Regions from separate parts of the Sus scrofa genome. Here region 1 is linked to region 2. The links are chromatin contacts, called in public Hi-C maps. All regions are on one chromosome and are shown on one strand. Each heading gives the region's core, a stretch centred on a gene start, on an enhancer-like site or on the middle of the called end of the contact. The rest is flanking DNA. Distances are from core to core; before and after follow the strand shown. Region 1 has its middle 37 kb from the start of CXXC5. Region 2 holds the start of CXXC5 (CXXC-type zinc finger protein 5).

Region 1 (4,200 bases), core at 81-2,580, 36 kb after region 2:
TTAATGGTCAAGGGCAGCTAGGGCCTGTGCGGCTGTTTAAAAGCGATTGTTCACCCAAATCTCACCAAGAAGCCGCCCCCTCCTCCTCCTACCCAAAGCCCCGCCGGCCCTGCGCCAGCGCATCCGTCTCTGCGTCTTTTTATCCGGGTCTGTCTTCGTGGTCCCTGCTGGCCTGTCCCTCCTTCTGTGTGTCTCTTTCTCATCTGTCCACACCGCAGCCTCCACGGGTGTCTCGTGTCTCCAGCTCTGTCTCTCCTGTCTCTCCCGCCTCCGTGTCTTTCTGTGGCAGGCTCACCCCTGCAGCTGTCCCTTCGGACAGAGAAGTACAGAGAGGCGGGCTCCCCTGTGGAGCTAAATGTCCACTTCCCCTCCCAAGGGGTGCCCTCAGCTCCCCTCTGCTATGCGGGGGAGCCTGACCTGGTGACCCGGGAGGCGTCCCCTCAAGTGCCCCACCTGAGTGGCAGGGGGTGGTCGGAGAGGTTGGGGACTGAATGTACCTGGGCCTAGAGACAAGCCCTCTTCCATGTAGGGGTGTGTGTGTGTGTGTGTGTGTGACAGAGATGCTCAAGCCCTGACAACTACGTGAGACCCTGTGCAGTAGTGTGGCTGTACGTGACACTGACTGTGACATGGAAATGGGTCTGCGACCAGGTGGGGTAGGCCGCCGCCCTGAGACCTCCTGTGGCCATGCCAGCATGTGCCAGCAGCCTCACGCTTTGGGATGTCCTGTGACATTGCCTGGGACATTGTTCAGTCCTGTAACAGACCCCGTGTGTTAGCCGGTCGTACAACTAAGTATGTGACACTGGGCATGGCCGCGCCAATCCTGTGTGGCTCGCATGACCCTGTGACAAGATGGTGGGTGGTTCCATGTGGTTTGTGAGCTTGTGTCTGTGTGACCATCATGGGTGTAGCCCTGGGTCGGATATCAGGGATTCTACGTGAGTGTGTGATGCTGGCCCGTGACCCTGCTGTGACCTTGGGACACGGCCCGGTGTGTGCTCGTGGCGTCATGTGTCCGTGTGCCCCTGTGACCCCCTCGGTGATGCTGACATGATGTGCCCTGTGTCTTTGTCTACAGCCTTTCTTGGGTCTCTGCCCTGACAGCCATGCAGCTCTGGGGATGTCGAGGCCCCTGGCAGCCCCTCTTACCCCAGCCTGGCCCTGAGGCCCCGACTGGGTAGGGGAGCTGGCGTGGGGGCAGCAGGCACAGTTCCCACGGCCACCACGGCCCCTCTCCCAGCCCCACCACCGCCGGCTTCAGCTCCGCAGAATATCCTGGCAACCCCAGCCTCTTTGTTCTCTGTGGCCGCCAAAGGCCTCTCCCCACCCCAGCCTGCCCAGCGCCTGCCAGGCGCCCCCTCCCCCCACAGCAGCGGGGCCTGGCCTGACCTAGTCCCTTGCTGCCCTGCTCCCCGCCTCAAGCTGGGACCCTGTCTCATGCCCTGAACCTGACTCAGCACTCCAGACGGGGCCTTTGCCCCTCTGCTCGGAGTTCAGGGTGGCCAGGCTGTGCAGGAAGGAGGAAGCAGGACAGCCGCGGCTGTGCGCTGGGTGATCGCTGGGCCATCGTGGGCCAGGACCCCGGCTTTCTCTATGGCTGCTTCGCCTTGGCCCACGGCTCTTTGGAGGCTGTCTTGAGCCGGGGGTGGTTTCAACTGGTTGAATAAGTTCGCTGCTTTGGCTCCAAAGCCCTCAGGATCCAGATTATTATCTATTTTATAGACTTGAGAGTCTGAAACCCAGAGACGGTACGTGACAGGCCCGAGTCACAGAGCAGGATCGAGGGCCCTGGTTCGAGCTCGGGCACCAGGCTGCTTTTGGAGGCCCAGCTGTCGCCAGGGAAGGAGGGCCCAGGAGTCTGAGTCTGGACACGTTAGTCCGCCCCTCTTCTTGGTCACCATGTATCAAATCCGTGTGTGTGTGTGTGCACGCATGTGCGCATGCCCTTGGGGATGACCTTGGCCAGATGCCCTTGCCTCTCTGTTCCCAGGAATAAAGGGCAACATAACCAGAGGTCGTAGCGTGGGACACTCGGCAGAGTGCCTTGCCGAGCAACCAGGTCACCTCACAGGGCCAGAACCCACAGCACCTCCAACAAGGCCCTGGGGCTGGTGGCGCAAGGGGTAGATTCTGACTTGGGGCCGCAGCCTCTGTTCCCGGACGCAGCCCAGCTCTGTGCTGTCAGAAAGAAGGAGGTGGCCACGGCCACATGGCTGGGCTGCAGTCAAGGCCGCTCGGGCCCGCCCTGACGGCAGCACCAGCTCCCACTCCCTCCCAGGTGCCAGAGACGGATGGACGGATGGAGGTCACTGTGCAGCCAGCCCTGGCCCCCCACGGCCCGCCCGCCGCCCTGTGCTGACAGGCCCTGCTTACGACAGCCGAAGCAGGGGAGGGACAGGCCGCCACCAGCATGGTAATAATCCTTGGCCCAGGCGCCCCGCAGGCAGGTAAGCTGCACAGAGAGGCCCAGCTGCCCCCCAAGCTCACACAGCCCTGGAGGGAGTCCCGTCCCCAGAGGTCCACCTCTCTCCTGGGGGCCCCTGGAGGGCTCTTTCTGCCACACCGGGTGGAGACTGGCTGGGGAGGCTAGAGGGGCTACGGGAGAGGGTCCCCGGAGGCCACCGACCGGCTGCCAGAGCGGACACTTTCATCTCTCGTCGCCTGTCGACCTGCCATCCCTCAGCGGCATTAAATTCCCCTCCTGCCAGAGAACAAGGGCTGCCTCAGATTCCAGGCAGCAGGGCGTGAAGATGGGGTGGGCCCCGGGGAGGAGCGCCAGGTCCGCCAGGGCCCGGCGGGCTGGGGGCGGGGTCCGGAGGCTGGGCTGTCGCCTCCCGCCTCCCCCTCCCTCCCAGCGCCTGCCCCTCTTTCAGGTGGCTCCTCCTCAGGAGCTTTCTTAACCCACGCGCGCCAGGGCAAGTGTCCCCATGCCACCCCCAGCGCTGCCTGGGTGACATTGCCCGGCTTCAGGGCCGCGATCTGCAGCTCAGCAACAGCGCTGCTGGCACCAGCAAACCTCTGTGGGCCGAATAAACACATCATCTCCTCTTTCTGGGCATTTTTTCCCTCTTAGGTGTTTTCAGCTCTGACTGGAACGCTACCCACGGGGGAGGGGAAACTTACCAGAAAGAGCCCCTCTTCCCCCGCCCCCCGGAAGCTCCAGGTTCTGCATCTCTGCCCTCGGTTCGACGAGCTAACGCTGTCCCCCACCTCACAAGCCATAGGGCTTTTCGCCAGGCGTTGGGCCAGTCCTTTGCCCTTAGTAGCTCACAACAGCCCCGCGGGAGGGCATTGATCAGTCGTCCCATTTTATAGATCAGAAAGTTGAGGTTCAGAGCGTCAGAGGTAGACAGACATACCCAAGGGCGCACAGCCAAGTTCCTCTGGTTTCAGAAGCTGCTGTTTAAACACCTGGTTGTGCTTCAGGCTTTGGCCGAAAGAACCCCCCACCCCCACCCCGCATGCTGCCTGTGATCCTGCCCCATGTGGGATTAGGCTCAAGCATTCCTTAAACTTTTCTGCACTTTTTGCTATGGTTTTTTAAATTTTTATTTATTTATTTATTTATTTATTTTTTGCTGTCAACATATATTGTTTTTCAAATCAGAAAACGCAAGAGAATTCTTGTTCTTAAGCCCACAAATGTTTGGAACCAGAGCACTGCGTGGAGTGAGGGCGAGGAGGAGAGGGTGGCTCAGGATCACGGCCTCCTCCCCAGGAATGACAGGCTGCAGGTATTTGGAGGCCCAAAGTGGGTGCAGCCTGAATCTACAAAGGCCTCGGCCCCTCCACTTCCTGGCGCCTCCCTGGCATCTTCCTACCACCCACCCAGCCCCTCACCCAGCTCTGAGGCCTGCTCAGGGAGGGGCACCCGCTCTGGCCGAGCTTTGGCTCTGTGGCAGCGGGATCCACAGGCAGCTGCTGGGGGCCCGGGGGGAGTGGCTGCGAGCGTGAGGGCCAGGGCAGTGCCCGCGCTGTTGATAAGGCGACGGAGCCCTCGGGAGCCAGGACGCAGTGAAGCCATGGAAACGAGGCTGAGGTGTCAGGCTGGCTCAGCCGCTTCCCCCAGGTGGCCACCTCCCAGGCCTGGCGGGAGGCCAGCCAGGCAGGTCCACCCACTCCCTGACCTCCTGGGGGCCAGGCTTGGGCAGGTGCCTGGGTCGGCTCGATGTCACCCCAGCCCACTTTCCCCAGGGC
Region 2 (4,634 bases), core at 1,036-3,535:
GATGGTGGCTGGCCAAGAGTTTGGAGATCCTGGAGCTTCTAGGCCTGGGATCCTGTCTCCTTTTCCCCATATGGTCAGTGCCCAACACAGTCCCTGACACTTGGGCTGGGCCCCAGAATATCTGCCTTTAAGCAGTTTGAGGCCGATAGCCTGGAGGTGTTTGTCTTAAAACTGTGTTCCCAGAGCAGGTACCTTGCTTCACTCGCATGGTATGTCTATTTGGGGTGGCGCTGAGGAAGGCTGCTGGTGAGGAGAAGGAGAGGCTCCTCGGGGCCTCCCCTAGGGAGCCATTCCTGGGCACACAGTGAGGGGAGGACCCTTCTCGGCATTTGTGGAAGGAGCAGAGTGTCCACGAGAGGCTCGCTCCCTGTGGCCTGGGAGGTCAGGGGAGCCATCTGACACCTGCCTCACAACCTTATCCCCTGGCTGGGTCAAGGTCCCAAAAGCCACCTTTAGATGGCTCGGAAGGTGGGCACCAGGGGCTGCTCCTGGGAGACACAGGCCTCAGGCCCTCCACCCCCCAGGCAGGCCACCCAGAGGAGAGGAAGCAGAGAGGTGGCAGCTTGTTTCGCTTCTTTCACAGAGGCGACTCCTGTGGCACCCAGGTCTCTGCAGCAAACTCCCTGTTATCAGGTGTATCCCCAGGCAGACTTCCCGCACGGTCCTCCCCCTCTTCCACTAGGGTCTCCGGTTGGTCGGGGGCTGTGTTGTCTCTGCTAGCAGAGGAAGACAAACCCACCCCCACGAATTCCACAGAAGGGAAGGAAACGTTCCACGCTGGCACTATCGGCAGTTCGGGATTATATGAGTGGGCCTGGGGCTGGCTCTATGGGTCACTGAAGAGATGAGAAGAGGACATCTGCAGCCTTAGGATTAGCCCAAGCTGGGCAGATGGAGGGGCACCGAGTGGTGCTCAGGATATGCGGGCCCAAATCTGTACCCACTGGGCTTTTGTTCTCTTTCAGCCGGTATCTGTCTGTCGAGCAATGCTCTGTGCTAGGCACTGTCTCAGGCTGAGTTTACACTTCGCGGTCCCGTCTCAGGGCCACAATGCAGTCGCTTTAGCTCCAGGACTCAGGGCTTGGGGTGGCGCCGGCACAGGAAACAAAATGCCCTTCCTCGGCTCGGTTTCCTCATCTGTGAAATGGGGACAGGAACCTCGGCTCCCTTTCTCCCGGAGAACTAGAGCCCACCGAGTTCGGGAAAGCGCCCTGGGAAGGGAGGAGTCCTTCAACACGCGTCTAATTCCGAGAGTGCTCGGCTAGGAGTTCCCGACCCTACGCGCCGCTGAGCCGCGGGGCGCGGCCAAACCCTCAGCACCGGTCCTTGCAGCTTGGCGGCCGGCCGAACAGAGGGGACAGAGGGGCGGCGGATTTCCTCGTCAGGTGCGTCGCCGAGCGCATGCCCTCCTCACAAAACGAGAGAGGTCCTCTTATGTATTTATTTATTTATTTTTGTAAAGTTGCGGAGAAAGAGGTGAAGACGGGGCGCGCCGGGGAGCTGAGCCAGGGCCGACCAGGTCAGGGCGCGGAGAGCTGGAGGCGCAGTGGCTGCAGCTCCAGCCTCAGAGCCTGCGGCGTCCAAGTGGCCAGGGCTGCGTCGGGAGGGAGGGAGCGTCGAGTCCGGTCCGGGTTTTGCCGGCAGCCCCCGGGCAGCGTTCAGAGCTCCTGCCCCGGCGGGCGCGCGGCGGCGGCGGCGGCGGCGGCGGCAGAGGCGGCGGAGCCTGAGCGGGGATGTAGAGGCGGCGGCACTGGCGGCAGCAGAGGCGGCGGCGGCGGCGAGAGCAGGCGCCGGAGCCGAGCGAGAAGAGCGGCAGGACCTTGTTCCCCGAAGCCGGGCCCCGCGTCCCAGCCCTGCCCAGCCCGCGCCCAGCCATGCGCGCCGCCTGCTGAGTCCGGGCGCCTCACGCTGCGCCCTCCGCCAGCCGCGCCGCGCTGCGCTCGGGGGTGATTAGTTGCTTTTTGTTGTTTTTTAATTTGGGCCGCGGGGAGGGGGAGGAGGGGCAGGTGCTGCAGGCTCCCCCCCCCTCCCCGCCTCCGGCCAGCCGCGGCGGCGTGACTCCGGCTCCGGCCCCGGGCACGGCGGGCGGCGCGGCTGGAGCGGAGCGCACCGCGGCGGCTGTGCCCAGAGAGGAGCGCAGCTCTCCGCCCCGCCCCTCCCCCTCGGCCTCGCGGCGGCGGCGGCGGCGGCGGCGGCGGTGGCGGCTTGGACGACTCTGAGAGCCGGTAGGTGTCGGGCCACGGCCCTCCCCCGACCCCCCGGAGGCCGGCCCCCTCCCCTTCCCCGCCTACCTCCCTCTCCTCCCCGGGGCCCGGTGCGCGGCCGGGGCCGGAGTTCGCTGCAAGTCGGCGGAAAGTTTGGCGGCGCGGGCTCCCCCGAAGTTCAGGTGCGGAGAGCCAGGGACGGGGAAGGAGGGGTCCGGGTTTGGGTGGGGCAGGGGGTGCCGGTGGCCTGAGCCCGGGAGCCCCGGCGGCTGGGAGCCCGAGCTCCGGGGATCGCTCGGTGGCCTCTGCTATACTCCAGCCTCCCCAAGCCGCAGTCAGCTCGGTCGCAGATCACTGAGTTCAGACAAAAAGAGGGGTTTTAGGGTCGGGGACGGCGGCTTGGGCGCCATGGATTGGGGCTGGGGCTCCTGTCCCCTCCCCAGGTCCTCGAGCCTGAGGGCTCAGGGGCGGCGGGAGCCCGGGTCCTCACCTCTCGGTGTTGGGCGGGCGCTCCGCCTGCGGGGGCGGCTGATTGGAGCTCTCCGGCGCGCACTCCCCCCACCATGCCCCATTCGCAGCCTGGTGTTTGGGGGGCGACGGTAACTGCTCTTAATGCCCTGGACCACGCGTGGCTGAGTCTCCCCCTCCACTTGAGGGGGCGGTGGCCACTTCTACATTTCCCCTCCGGCTCCTCGCCCCCGCTGCCCGCGGGGTGCCTGGCGGGCTGATCAAGTTTGACCTTCTTTTTCCGTTAAAGGATCACCCCCCACCACCGCTGCTCCCCGCGGCCTCGTTCTCCCATCCTCCCCAGCCCTGGGGAGTCTTTCAGGCTGGCTCTCGAGCCCCGCGTGGCCAAACAGCAGGCAAAGCCAGGGTGGGAGACTGGGGGTGTTCCTCTCGCTGCGGAGCTGTGGGAGGCGGGTGTCCCAGGCGCCTGCCTCGCTGCTCTGGCTCCAAATTTACCCGTGAAGTTTGGGCCCCAGCCCCCCCTCCCCTTTGCTTCCCCGGAGCGAGGGGCTGCACCGCCTCGGGAAGAATGTGTTAATTTTCTTGCCGGGGGAAGTTGTCCTCGCCCGGAATGGGCTGCTTCCCGGCGGGGAGCGCGGGGTGCGTCAGGCTTTGTTTATTTGTAGGATCAACAGAAAGTGAGTGACCCCGGTTTTTAAATGGGGGGCTGCCCCTGGGACCTGTCAGGAGAGCCGAAGCGCTCAAGGAGGGACTAGGTTCGCTTTTTGCTACCCCCCCCCCCCCGCTTTAGGAATCGGAAAAGGTGCGCGGAGTTGGGCTGGTGCCACGGGCTGCGAGGAGGCAGCCGCAGATTTGGGGGTTCTGTAGGGACCCATCCGGAAAGACTCGTGCCCTCCCCTTGTCTCCTGCGACGGGGGGGGGTGCTGAAGGGTTGGCAGCCGCACCCTCCTTGGCCCCCCTCGACCCTGGGTGGTCTGAGAGTCGCTTCTTGGGATGGAAGGGGCTGGGGCGGGGGTGGGGGGGGCGGCCCCGGCGAGGCAGCCTCTGGCCCTCCGCCTCCCTGCGCCGCGGGCGCTGTTCCGAGCCCTGGGTTTTGTGGCGGGCCCGCCGTCCCCTCCCCGCGTTGGCGCAGGAAGCACTGGGGAGGGGGCGTGTGCGGTCGTTCGGCCCTCGCCCCGCCGGAGCCGCCCCAGGGCGACCGGCAAACAGAGTCCCTTTCAAGTTTTCCGCTGGGGCCGCCTGGCGGGGGCTGCGTGCGCGGTGGCTGCGGACTTGTTTGGAGCGCTATTTGAACGCCCGGCGCCACCTCAGCTGCCCCGGCTCGCGGGGGCGGGCGGGCGGGGGGGGGGTGGCTGTCCCTGCAGCTGAGAGCGTTTAAATGAGACGTCCTTAGGGGGTGGCCCGAACGCGCCCTGATCCCGCTCCCGAAGGACCCCCGTAGCTTGGGTGCCAACCGAGGAAACCCGGGAGCTGCGCCCCGAAGCCTCCTCCTCCACAGCCCTTTGGAGAGCGATTCGAGGCGACTGAGGCCCGCGCTACCTACTACTTCGTAGTGTTGATTTAGCAGTTTCCCTGGATGAGGCTCAAGTAAGAGCTGCGGGGGGGGGGAGTGGCCCGCTCTGCAGCTGTCACCCCCTTCCCAGAACTCACCCCCTTCTCAGAACGGAAATTGTCCTCTCTCCTTGGGGAGGAGATGATTTTTGCCCTGGGAAGGGGTGGGAACAGCTGAGGGAGGTTGGCCTCTGAGCGCTCAGTGGGTCCTGGGGATCCTGGTGGAAGCCCCCCTCCAACCCCGGTAGGAGCCCCGCGCTACCAGGAGGGCAGGAGCTGGGCTTGCCCCTCCCTCTCCCGTGCCACCTCCCTTTCCTGGGTGGGGGCAGAGGTTCCTCCGCCGCCGAAGGCAGACCCTCGGCTGACTGGCTGTCCTTTGGTGCCTTATTTATGTGTGTATTTGGGCCCGGC

Evidence for each region. A called contact is a pair of places that touch in the nucleus more often than the background predicts.
Region 1: a contact with region 2 is called in a Hi-C map of brain, with 4 times the contacts expected there. The contact joins the enhancer-like site here to the promoter of CXXC5 in region 2. A contact is called at or near these places in 1 of 5 promoter capture datasets (liver), 9 of 47 Hi-C or Micro-C datasets (blood, brain, fetal liver and 5 more) and 1 of 2 datasets of contacts at active chromatin or transcription factors (skeletal muscle).

Annotation. Positions count from the first base shown.
Region 1 is chr2:141,516,016-141,520,215 of Sscrofa11.1, forward strand. No RefSeq gene overlaps it. Among named protein-coding and RNA genes, the nearest start is that of CXXC5, 37 kb to the left of the region's middle. Within about 2 kb of position 1,331, at least 24 of the 83 cell types and tissues checked have an H3K27ac peak or open chromatin away from gene starts, as enhancers often do. A contact at or near this core is called in brain, fetal liver and omental adipose tissue, where this site is marked.
Region 2 is chr2:141,478,707-141,483,340 of Sscrofa11.1, forward strand. It overlaps CXXC5 (CXXC-type zinc finger protein 5), which reads left to right and starts at 2,286. Exons shown (of 5, transcript XM_021084872.1): 1 at 2,286-2,386.